Linked DNA regions of Dromaius novaehollandiae: all the other regions are linked to region 1. Evidence: chromatin contacts called from public Hi-C data. All regions are on one chromosome and are shown on one strand. Each heading gives the region's core, a stretch centred on a gene start, on an enhancer-like site or on the middle of the called end of the contact. The rest is flanking DNA. Distances are from core to core; before and after follow the strand shown. Region 1 has its middle 200 kb from the start of UBASH3B. Region 2 has its middle 110 kb from the start of SORL1. Region 3 has its middle 140 kb from the start of UBASH3B.

Region 1 (3,730 bases), core at 474-2,973:
TGCTTCGGACTCTGCATGCATGCAGCAGAATTTCATTCTAAGGCTGCTGCTGATAAAATGTAGCTTGCTTTGAGTAATGGTTTGATTCCTGTGTGCAGGGAGTTACCCCAGTGAGTCAATGATTTCTAGATAGCCCCACCCTCCCCAACTTCCCGAACACTTACACTGCACTCGCTTTCTCTCTGCCAGACCCACACACGGCATCTAACTAGCCCAAATCCTAAGAGGCAGCTTCTCTTCCCTCCCCTGTTTCAGCCCCAGAAAACTAAGAAATAAAGCCACAAACCCCCCTGAAACCAAAGCCCTTGAAATGCCTGGCACGTGTAACGGAGGTATATTTAACAGACTGGCTTCCTAACCTAACCTGGTTTCTTGCGTAGATGCTGTCTGCCTTCAATACCAAGGAAAGTGATTTCACTGGGAGCTAAGGAGGTGTTTTGAATATCCCCGTATGCAGCTAACAAGATCTTTGGGTGCCCAAATACCTTTAACGCCGTAGTCCTAGAGCATCTGTGCAACGTGCAGCATAACAAAGAAACCGCCTTATTTATTTATTTCTGTGTTGGCGTTAGGTGCTTTCTCTCCCTTAGAGCGAGTAGCACCCTCTGCTCCCCCGAGCGCCTTGCGCAGCCCGTGTGGAGCCAGGCCTCGGGCGCCGCCGGGGAGCCCCCGCCCCACTGCTCCGACCGCTGCGGGTCTCAGGTAAGGCCCCACGGATGGCTCGGTGCGCGGGGTCTTCTGGGGCGGACCTGCGCTCCGCGCTGTGCGGCGCATCCCTGGGGATGCAGGGCCCGGCCTCGTAGAGCACAGTGCAGATTTAGTCGTCATCTTTGTCCCGTCCCCCCCCCCCTCCCCCCCCGCTGATGTTAACTGTCTGTATTATTATTTATTGTTATCAAGGGATTTGGTTTGATCAATGAAGTGTATATGCGTCTGACGGACATTGGGAGAGGAAATGCTTGGAGAATGAGTAACGTGTCTGCAGCGGAGGGTGTGTGTGAGGCAGAGAGGCAGCATCGGTACTAGCAGCAGTGACTGATGAGTTCATTTTAAAATCCAAGGGCATATAGCTGGTAAATTAGCACATATTGCAAATATAGTCTGGTGCGAGAGGCAGCGGGGCTGCCGTTGAGCGGAGGGGTGGCTGCGGGGGGGGGGGGGGTGGCGGCGAAGGGATCGTCAGCTCTGAAGTCGCGGCGGGCAGGAGCCGGGCGCGCCGCCTGCCTCCGTGCGGCTGCGGGGGGGCGGCGGGGGGGGGGAGGCGAGGGAGCAGCGGCGGATTTTATTGTTTTAAACCCCAGCCGCAGGCGGAGGGATGCGAGGCGCAGGGCTGCAGCCCCCCCGGCGCGGCGGCGGGGGCGCCAAGGGGCGCCGGGCGCTGCGGGCCCGGCGGGCGGCGGCGGCGCGGGGCCGGGCCGGGCCCGGGGCAGCCCGCGCCGGGGATGCGCCGGCGGCGGCGGCGGCTTCTCCCGGAGCTTAAGAGCTTATTGGGGAGGGGCGGCGGGGCCGGTGTGTGCGAGGCTGGCGGCGGCGGCGGGGGGGGGCCGGGTCCTTATTCTGTTAAAGATTTAAGTAGGCATGCAAGGAATCTCTAGGATAGTTGGCAAAGGGCGCGGGTGGGGAGGGGGGGAAGGATCCAAAAGAGTCTGTAACCAGACACTGAAGCTTTCCAGGAGTGAGAGTGTGTGAGAGAGACGGAGACAGAGCGAGAGGAAGAGAGGGGGCAGTGTGGTCTAGTACATTTTCATCTGGTCGTTGATTTGAGCCTGATGCTTGCTGTCCCTCAACAGCCTCCCTTGCCTGTATTTTTTCTTTCCCCCTCTCCTCTCCTTTCCCTTCTACTTCATCGAAGCCTAGGGGAGCCAGTAAAGATTAAATGTGCTTTCTAAAAGGCAGCCACTTCATGCAGCTATGTCTACTCCCCCCCCAGCCACCCCCCACTCCCCCTTTTTGAAATAAAAAAAAAGAGAGGGGGGGAGACAGAGAGGGGGAGAAGGAAGGAGGAGGAAGAGGAGGACTATAGTTTAATGATGTCGGGACTGGCTGATCCAGAAGGAGGAAAAAAAAAAAAGGAAAAGATTTGAGATCCTGGACGAGGAAGGACTTTGGTGAATGGGCTCAGACTCCTGAGGTGAGAAAAGGACGGAGTGAATGACGATGATTTGGTAATGGTGCCTGTTACGGCTGCCCCCAGCCGTGCGGCGGCGGGCAGCGCCGGGAGCGCGGAGCCGGCGGCCGCGCGGGGCCGGGCCGGGGCCGGGGCCGGGGCCGGGCCGGGGGGGGACCTGCCTTCGGCAGCGCTGGGCGATGAGCGGCGGATATTTTGCATTTTTAACCTCGGGCCCTGCGGTACGTTTCGGCTTGTGCCGCTGGGCCTGAAGCGGTTCCAGAGATGGGTGGAGGGTACGGATCCATATTATTTATTTGGGGGGGGGGGGGAGAGGGAGGAAGAGGGAGGAAAGGGAGGGAGGGAAAGGGAGAAGAGCGGAGAAGGAGGTGGCAAGCTGGGGACGAAATCCTGCTCTCGGTTATGGCCGGCGTAAATTTCCATTGGCTGGGGTTGCACAAGGTGCTTGGCGAGGAGTCGGTGCAGGATGGAGTCCCTTTTGTGTGTGTGTGTGTGTGTGTGTGTGTGTGTGTGTGTGTGTGTGCGGTGTGTGTGTGTGCGCACGGGGCTCGGGGACCCTCCTCTCGAGGGGAAGCGGGTTTTTCCTCCAGGTTTTCCTTCGCAACGGCGGCCCGCGGCGGGCAGGGGCGGGCGGCGGCGGCGCTGGCAGTGCGGGGCTTGCTCTGGCACGGCGCTGCCCTTGGCTCCAGCGGATGCCGGAGTCGGGAGCGGGCCGCAGCTCGCCAGCCCCCCAGCCCCGTCTCTTAATAATAATAACAGCAATAATAATAATAATAGCGGCATCGGTCGGAGCGCGGAGGGAGGAGGGCGGCAGGCGAGGAGCTGCGGAGGAATTCGGTGCCTTTTCCTTTCCCCCCTTTTCCTTTCCTTGATATATTCCCTTAAAAAAAAAACGTTTTAAAAATGCGAGCGGCTTGCCCAGCTGCACACACCCACCCTCGCCGCCCTCCCCCGGCTTGCGCACGCCGCACGCTCGCACTCGCTCGCTCGCCCGCGCTCGCTCGGGTGTCACAGCCCGCCGGGCGGCCAGGCTGCTGCGGGCACTGCCCTGCCCTGCCCGGCCCCTGCCCTGCCCGGCCCCGGCCCCGGCCCCGGCCCCGGCCCGCCCCCGCCGCCCCGCCGCCGCGCTTTTCCCCCCTGCTCTTGGCGCCGGAGACTGGAGCCTCCCCCGCTTCCAAATGGTGAGTTTCTACCTGATTTTCTTGCAACTCGGGGTTTCTCTCCATCCCTGCCGGCCGCGGGGCTGGCGGAGGGGGCGGGGAGGCAGCGCCTTTATGCTGCTGCATGCTTTGTGCCAGGCGGCTGGAGGGAGAGCCTGCATATTCCTGCTCTTATTTCTGCATTCCTTTTCGTTGAAACAATGAAAATAATTCCGTCACTGCCCCAAACTTCCCTTTCTTTCTTCCTCTTCGTTATTTAAATGCGGAGACTTTTCACGTATTTGTCGCAAGCGACCTTGTTGGAAGCTGTAAGGAACCTGCCGCGCCTTGTCATTTTTGTGTAAACGATTAAAACCGGAATGTATTCTCTCAACAGAGGGTCCTTAGAGAAGCTCTTTCCTTCCACCTGTGTGTCCTGTTTTATAATCTTGAGCCATGAATC
Region 2 (3,730 bases), core at 450-2,949, 100 kb after region 1:
GTGAGGTTCAACAAGTATTGGGAGAATTTTTATTAAAAATGTGTATGCAAAAAATTAATGGCCAGTAAATATTTTGATACGTTTTTCTGACAGAAAGAGCCCTCACTTTCATTTTAGAAAAGCCAGTTTTCACTGAAGCCTTTACTTTTGCAAAGTAGATATAATAAATTACCAGTGCAGAATCCTCTCTTTCACCCTATCAGTCACAGGGCTGTGTCTTTACTTGGCTCTCCTGTAAATATGAGCACACATGATAATGATGATTCAAAGGAGAGAAGAACCAGAACCGTTCTTTCATATTCCAAAGGAATGAGCCTTTATTATTTTTTACACTTTGGTATTTGCCCCAATTTATGGGTTAGATAAGGCTTGAATTTTGAAGAACGTCATGAATTGCTTTTCTTATTGATCTAGCTTTTAATGTGCAAACAATGAAAACAATAAAACTTGCATTTAAAAACAAACATTTCTAACACAGGAGCTGCATTAAAATGACACAAATTGCTTTTGTGGGCTGAATTTAACAGAACACCCATGAGGTTCCACTTAAAAACAACAAGCCAACAAAAATCAAATTGCATTGTTTTACTAGCAAACAAAATGGTGAACATGCCTTGGGCTATGTTTTCAGCATGTTTTCCTGGAAGATCAAAGTTTAAATCCTGTTAACCCTTCAAATGTTAGACTAGTGAATTCATTTCTTTACTCCTGGGCTTCTAATACTCCCTTTAAGATGAACCAAACTCTTTGCATGCATCTGACTTTTTGTTCTTCCTCCGAGTGCAGTCAGTGCTCCACTTGTAACCCCCACCAACATCTCTATGGAAGTGCCAGCCTGTAAGTAGGCAGAGTTCAAATAGATAGTCATCCGTCCCATGTTTTTTTTTTACTAAATTTGAGATCTTGATAGAAGTCTGAATTAAATTTCTTATTCATTTGCTGGGTCACCGTGTGTCCGACGGTTGGTTCCTCGGGGTGGAGGAAAGCTGATTTGTGTTGACACTTGTTTGTCACCTGTTCCAACAAGCACTAGTCACCTCGCGTGCCTCCTATTCCCACAAGTAACCACGTACAAGAGACCTTCCTTTTGGCAGTTAGCTACCTTCTAAAGGATAAGGAACTAATAATTCTGTACAAGCATGCTTTTTTTTGACATGGTGGACCAGATTCTAGTCTGGATTTATGCTTATTTCATTGCTCCCTGAATAAATAATGAATCCTCCAAATAGTTATTAATTCCAAATATCTGTGTGTCTGTATAAGTTGTGTAATGTCGGGAAGGTGAAGAAGATGGAGCAGATGCGCCCTTCTGGTATTAGTTTGTCCTTTTGGGAAAGCGTGTAAAGATTTAGATGTGCACAAGAACAGCCATGCTCTCCCCCTAAGCGCTTGGGAGTTGTGGACTTATCCACACCAGCATGGGATGATACTGGCAAGCCAGTAGGATCCTTGAAGCGTTTGGAAACTTGCCAGAAGGCGGGGGTCAAAAAGGCGCATTTTCTTTCATGTCCAGAATTAAATTTCTTAAAAAAGAGAGCATGGAAGGGGAAAAAAGAAAAGCCTGCATGAATTTAGTTCCAACCAGCTCCTTTTTCGTTAAGTCGAGCAGTGAAAGAAGGTGAATGTATCGCAGCGAATACAGAAGCAAACTGTACTTTCCGGCTGCGCTACCCTTCTCGGGCCTCCCGCCGACATGCCAGAGTTCACTCTTAAAATGATTCTGTTACAGTACCAGCCCCACAGCTGTCTGCAGCTGTATGCCTCCCAGCTCCGCACAACTGGCTTTTCACACACAAGTGGCCCCTTTTAAAAGGGTTCACTCGAACAGATTGCTCCAGTCTAACAATGTGTAAAACATGGTACTTCAGACAGGCTTTCCTTTTTATTGTGTGGTCTTTTTTTGGAGTCTTTTATACCCCCAGATGAAGAATAGAAGAATTATTGGCAAAATAACTCGGCAGCGCTTTTTTCCCTCCTCTCCTCCCCTCCCCACCTGAGTACTTCACAAGGAAGGGGTTCTGCCTCCCCCCGTGCTCCCCCCCTTTTCCTTTAGAAATGCCACATCCAAGCTTCGTTTCTTTCTAAGAAAAAATGAAAACTAAGCCCACGTGCTTTCTTTCTGAGTGATCACCATTTAAAGCCCTGAAAAGCCAAGTGTACAGATCAGACTGTGGCTCTCAGGGCTGTCTCCCCCGAGCACCTGTGCAGAAACCCTTTTGTGGGATTGCTAAGCACTTGTTTTGCATCGCACAGCACCTTGTGCAGTCAGTGCCGTGGACCACGGCAGCATTTGTGGACAAATGTATGATATACATTATAAACACCAAATAATTTTTCCCTTTCCCCCTTGATGTAGATACTTCATAACAAATGCTTCCAACCTGAGGAAGGTGAGCAAGAATACACAACAAGAATGGCCACCTGGTAGCAGTTACGGTTTTATTTTAGAGAACATCTGCAGTTTGCTCAGTGCTGCACAAGCTAGGGTTAAAGAAGAGAGTCTCTTGCTGTGGAGAGCATGCAGTCAAAACAAAAGGTGCAGAAGTTCATCGTCATCCCTCCTACTTTTACTCGAATATCAGTCTGCAGGGAAGAAAACCAGGTTTTCGGAGAGGAGGGCAAAAAAAGTGTTTCCCTATGCCCTTATTTTTGTTAGTTTGGGGAGGTCTGGAGGTGGTGGGAGGAAAGAGTCCTTATTGCTTCCCCTTCGATGCAAACTAGTTCCTCCCTCTCCCCTCGCTTTTCCATTTTGCTACCCGAATGAGGAACAGAGAAGAGAAAGGAGGGAGCAAACAGAGCAAAGCAGCCCCTTGTTTCCCTTTGTCTGACATCCCGAGCTCTTACATGTGTTTTGGGGAAGAAAGAGAGGGAGGAATTAAAAATTATCTCTAGCCAGTCGATTTTCTCTTATCGGACATCACTTGAGAGGAGCTGTGAAATGAATTGCCTTTGCCATCCTTTGCCAGCAGGTCTTTCTCTCTAGTTCAGCTGGTCTTGCCTAGGCTTGCTCTGGAACACATGCATACCAGTGCGATACCTGCCAGGAGGCCGCCTTCGCTGTCGTGCTGCAATGTTTCTGGGGATTTCATGAACACGGGGAGTTAGAATAACGCTGTGTTTGAAACTTGGATTCCAGGGAGAATTTCCCTACACAAAGGGCTGCATTTAAAATGATTTGCTCCAAGTAGAGTGGGGTGCCTGCGTCCAATTTCCAGTATGAAGCAAGGTGTGATTTTTAATTTAGTTTTATGAATGTTTTTCCTAATCCCATCATCATTATTCTTTTCTAAGGCTTTTGCTAATGCTGGCTTTTGGTCTTGATTTGAAATACAGCAGACTCTCATGGTGCCAACTTGCATGAAGCAGAGGCTGACCTTGGTACTGGATAACTGTGGTCGGAGTTGGTAGAAGTATGACAAGGCCTTTCACCACTTGCTTGTTGGTTTGCATCCATTTCCTACTTTAAGTCAGACTACTATTCAGTTAACTGGAAATAAACCCATTTTATAGCAGCTGAAGATCTAGTCTTGAATTTAGCTTCCATCCGAGGGCAACTGGCTGGCCGGCATGATGTAGTATGATAGTCTAAGTGCAGTTTGTGCCAGCTCACCTCATGGCAAGCGTTAGCTGGCCTCCTCGTTGTCAGTGTCATCGGAGAAGTGAAGCAGAGTTCCCGTCTCGATTCTTCTGGTGATCCCATGAGGTCAGGGTTGAAACAGGCTGCACTGCC
Region 3 (3,730 bases), core at 449-2,948, 66 kb before region 1:
ATTCTCCAAACAGGCAGAGCTTGGTTCACGGGATGCTGGTTGTCTGTTCCATGTAGTTTAGGGATTGATTAGGTCTTTCCTTTGTCTGCCCTAATTAAATCAATATGTGGCCCCCCTAGTCACCTGTATTGCAGGTGACAAGTTGAGCTGTTCAAGATAACTGAAGAGGGCATCCTGTCGGCTTTTGAAAAAGGAAAAGATTTTGAGCCAGAATAGTCATGATATCCTAGTTTCCTAGTCCCTCGGGCCAGCTTTTTCCTAGAACATGGCTCTGAGAGCAAACAGAAATGAACAGAAGAGAATTGTCTTCTATCGGGGAGGATCTAAGAAATCTGGTATTTGTGTTGTCTTGAATCTTTCACTGTTTACTCCAGCTGTCACCTGTTAGATTTCTCTTATACTTCTCTTATACTTCTCTTATTAACATACTAGTAATGCTGTGGTGATTAGGTGAGCGGATTATGTGTCAGCCCTGCATTGTGATTTAGTTGCTAGTCATACTGTAGTAGCTCCTGGGTGCTCAGGCGTTGATATCAACGACGTTGTGGCAGGTGCTGTACAAGCTCAATGCTTATTTATCAAGGCGAGATCATTTTCAGTAGAACTGGGCAGAAAGAACTTTTGATTTAAATTCCCCTAGATTCTGTGGTGGTTTGAATCCCGGATCTACTCCAAATGGCTCCGAATTTTACATGCAATACATGTTTTAAATCAATTCAGCCAGAGTCTAAGACTGACACAGCCTCATTCTGAGAGATGAAAACAAATGCAAATACACACGCTGTGGTTTGTTCTTCTGGTTTAGCCATTTTTCCCCCCTAGACCATGCACTGATGCAAGAGCATTTGCAGGTGCTTTCTCTGTCATAGCTGTCTCTAGCACAGAGTCCTGGCATACAGGTGTTTGGAAGAGTGGCCAACATGACGCGTACAGCTGGGCCACGGTAAGGCTGCTGTCATGAGTAGTTTTCGGCAGCCTCCAAGGATGAGGGTGTGCATAGAGAAACTTGACTTTGGAGCGCGTGTCCTTCCCTGGCACTCTGAGATGGTTCATCAGTCCTAGAACCTTGTGCCTCGATCTAGTGCTTAAGGATCATCAATGTAAAATAGAGCAGCACTAGTAGGATGGGATCTTTTTTTCCTCAGGGGAGTAAAAATGGTGTCTTTTAACCTGTCAGTATGCATTTACAACACATCTGAGGCTTGAAAGAGGCTGTCCGAAAAGAAAACCAGGGTAATAGGAGTGTGTTAGTAGAGCCAGTAGGCATTGAATAGTCTCTGTGGTGGTTTAAAAAAAAAAAAAAAAAAAAAAAAAAAAAAGAAGCCTTAGGCTTCAACTGATTGCTAATTATGTGGTTCTATTCCTTTTTAAGAAAATACCATGCAAGGTTTGTGAGGGAGGAAAAGTGTTTTAATCTGGAGAGTTACCAGGTTTTTTGGTCTTTGTTTTGCTTTTTCCCATGCTTCAGCTTAGTATTAGAGACCTGGCTCTAGTTTTAAAATGAAGCTACATTCCCGAGTTCTGCCATCCATCTCTTGGAGCCTCTGTGCAAAGGGCACAAGTTATTCCACCTTAAAAAGAAACGAAAAAAAAAAAAAGAAAAAAGCAAAACCCACACTGTGCAGAGAGGGAGAGAGTTACAGAAAGTGGGCCCCCTGCTTTTTTCAGAGGGGGAATGTAAGCAGATCCTTGCTGAAACTGCTTCCCTCAGCAGTTTTCAGCTTGTTTTAATTGGCCTGGCCTGAAAGAATTCTGAATGCTGTACCTGTGCCAATGAAAATGCAAATGTTTCCCCGAGACGGAGGCACTTGGAGTGCCTGTGCCCCAGCTCTGATAGCAGCAGCAGGGGCATGGAGACATGTATGTGATGGGAAACGGGGAGGCCTTGATCTAATTCAACTCAGAAAACAAAGAGCCTTGGAAAATGAAGCACGAACAAGGCAGAGCAGGGCAAAATACAGTGGAACTTACTGCAATTGCTTCAAAACCAGGAGCTTTTTTGTACTGAAATCCATTATCCCCTCTCCTTGCACTGGGCAGTTGGATCCTTTCACTAATTTAACGGGGAGCTTGGTATTTCTTTTTCTCTCTTTTTGTTTAATTCTTTATTGTGAAGATTGTGTGTCAGAAAGAAGGTTATTTCACCAAGTACAGAGACGCTGTCATCAAGTGCATCCTTGCAGCCAGTGGACATGGTGGTGTTAGGCAGCACATTCTGGTGTTGGTGACTGTCCTGCTGCAGGGAAACCACGGTTACAGGCTAGTCCCAGGCTCCTGCTCCCATGTGAGGAATGAGCAGGATGGGCTGGAAGATACCAGCTGTGTCTGTGTTCACTGGCTTGGAGCCTGGTGGCGGAGCTGTTGTTGAAGCAGCAGAGGTTTGACCCAGCTTGATGTTTTGAGCTCTTCCTTGTCCATGCTGCCGTAGCCTAGAACCGCTGATCTTGAGGGTTATTCCGCCTCACGCTGGAGCCAGATTTACATTCCCTTTCTCCCTGCTGCTCAGAGACCCCAGTCTGTTATGCCGGATGGAAAAAGATATATTTGGAGAATTGACAGCAGGCAAATATAGCCTTTTTGAGTCCTGTAGAGCCTGACTCGTATGACTTTATGGGTGGGCTTGAGGGGATACGATTGGGGCTGGTAGATCAGACACTGACTGTGTCTGCTAAGGTGCTGGAGTTTGTCTTCAACTGGGAGTTTTGATGAGAGTATTAAGTGGTTTCTCTTAATAAGATCTTTTTCTTGTCTATTTGACATAACCTAATGCTCCTTTGTCCTGAAACTTAGGCACCATCCCCTTTTAATACTGACTATCTGCATACCCACTGTTTCTGCTTGTATCTTGGCTGGTTGCATCATTTCTGAATTAGTTCAGTTTGATGGTCCTGTAGACAATGTAAACTATAGGTCAGCTCTCAGAAATAAGGTAAAACACCAGCTTTTCTTCAAATAAGTTGGCCTTTCTCACCCAGAATATAACCAGGCTCTGGAAGTGGTTGCTACAGAGTGTTGTGCCAAAAGGATAGGTACATCTAAGAAGCCAACTGGACAAAGTCAGGGAAGGAAAAAAACCATTGAATAGTAAAAAAGAGGGGGAAAAAACTTTCTGGCCCAGTAAGTCCCTAAATTGTCACATGCTGGAAACTGAGAGGATATGTTGGAAGAATTATAAATGCATGCTTGTCCCTTTCCTATACTCTCTCCTTAAGCATCAGCTCAACATTAGAGTCAGAATTATGGGCTAGCTGGGTCTTTGGCACGGCTGTCTTTATGTTCCAAGCTTGCCATTATCTTAAAATATGAAAAGATCATTGCTTCATGTTTTTTGTTTGTTGTTTTCTGAGGCTTTTTTTACAGTAGTTTCTTTTCAATGTGGAGAAAAGGAGGTTTCAATTTCACTTAAATTGAGTAGTAACGCATACTGGCTGTATCATCACTAAACTGTGGCACGTGCATACAAGCATGAGTGTGGAACCTCCCCAGGTAGTCACGTACCTGCCTTTCCCATACCCCATTTTTATGCTATTCATTCCCTTGTGATGGCAGCCCTATGTAGAGATGCCCTTCATCTTAAGAACTACTGTATGTGTGCATGCACATCTCCCTCCCACATAGTGACGTGCACTCAAAAAATGCCCTCGGACCTGTCGAGTTGCACGTGTTTCCTGTGTATTCGTCCTCCCCATGTGGGCCCATGTACGTATTTCTCATATACAGAAGTTTCCCA

Evidence for each region. Hi-C and Micro-C count contacts between places; a contact is called where the count stands out from the background.
Region 2: a Hi-C map of brain shows a contact between it and region 1, with 1.9 times the contacts expected there. The contact joins two enhancer-like sites. A contact is called at or near these places in 2 of 4 Hi-C or Micro-C datasets (brain and liver).
Region 3: a Hi-C map of liver shows a contact between it and region 1, with 5 times the contacts expected there. The contact joins two enhancer-like sites. A contact is called at or near these places in 2 of 4 Hi-C or Micro-C datasets (liver and ovary).

The regions. Positions count from the first base shown.
Region 1 is chr21:4,514,279-4,518,008 of bDroNov1.hap1, reverse strand. No RefSeq gene overlaps it. Among named protein-coding and RNA genes, the nearest start is that of UBASH3B, 200 kb to the left of the region's middle. Within about 2 kb of position 1,723, at least 2 of the 2 cell types and tissues checked have open chromatin away from gene starts, as enhancers often do.
Region 2 is chr21:4,412,135-4,415,864 of bDroNov1.hap1, reverse strand. No RefSeq gene overlaps it. Among named protein-coding and RNA genes, the nearest start is that of SORL1, 110 kb to the right of the region's middle. Within about 2 kb of position 1,699, at least 2 of the 2 cell types and tissues checked have open chromatin away from gene starts, as enhancers often do.
Region 3 is chr21:4,579,754-4,583,483 of bDroNov1.hap1, reverse strand. No RefSeq gene overlaps it. Among named protein-coding and RNA genes, the nearest start is that of UBASH3B, 140 kb to the left of the region's middle. Within about 2 kb of position 1,698, at least 2 of the 2 cell types and tissues checked have open chromatin away from gene starts, as enhancers often do.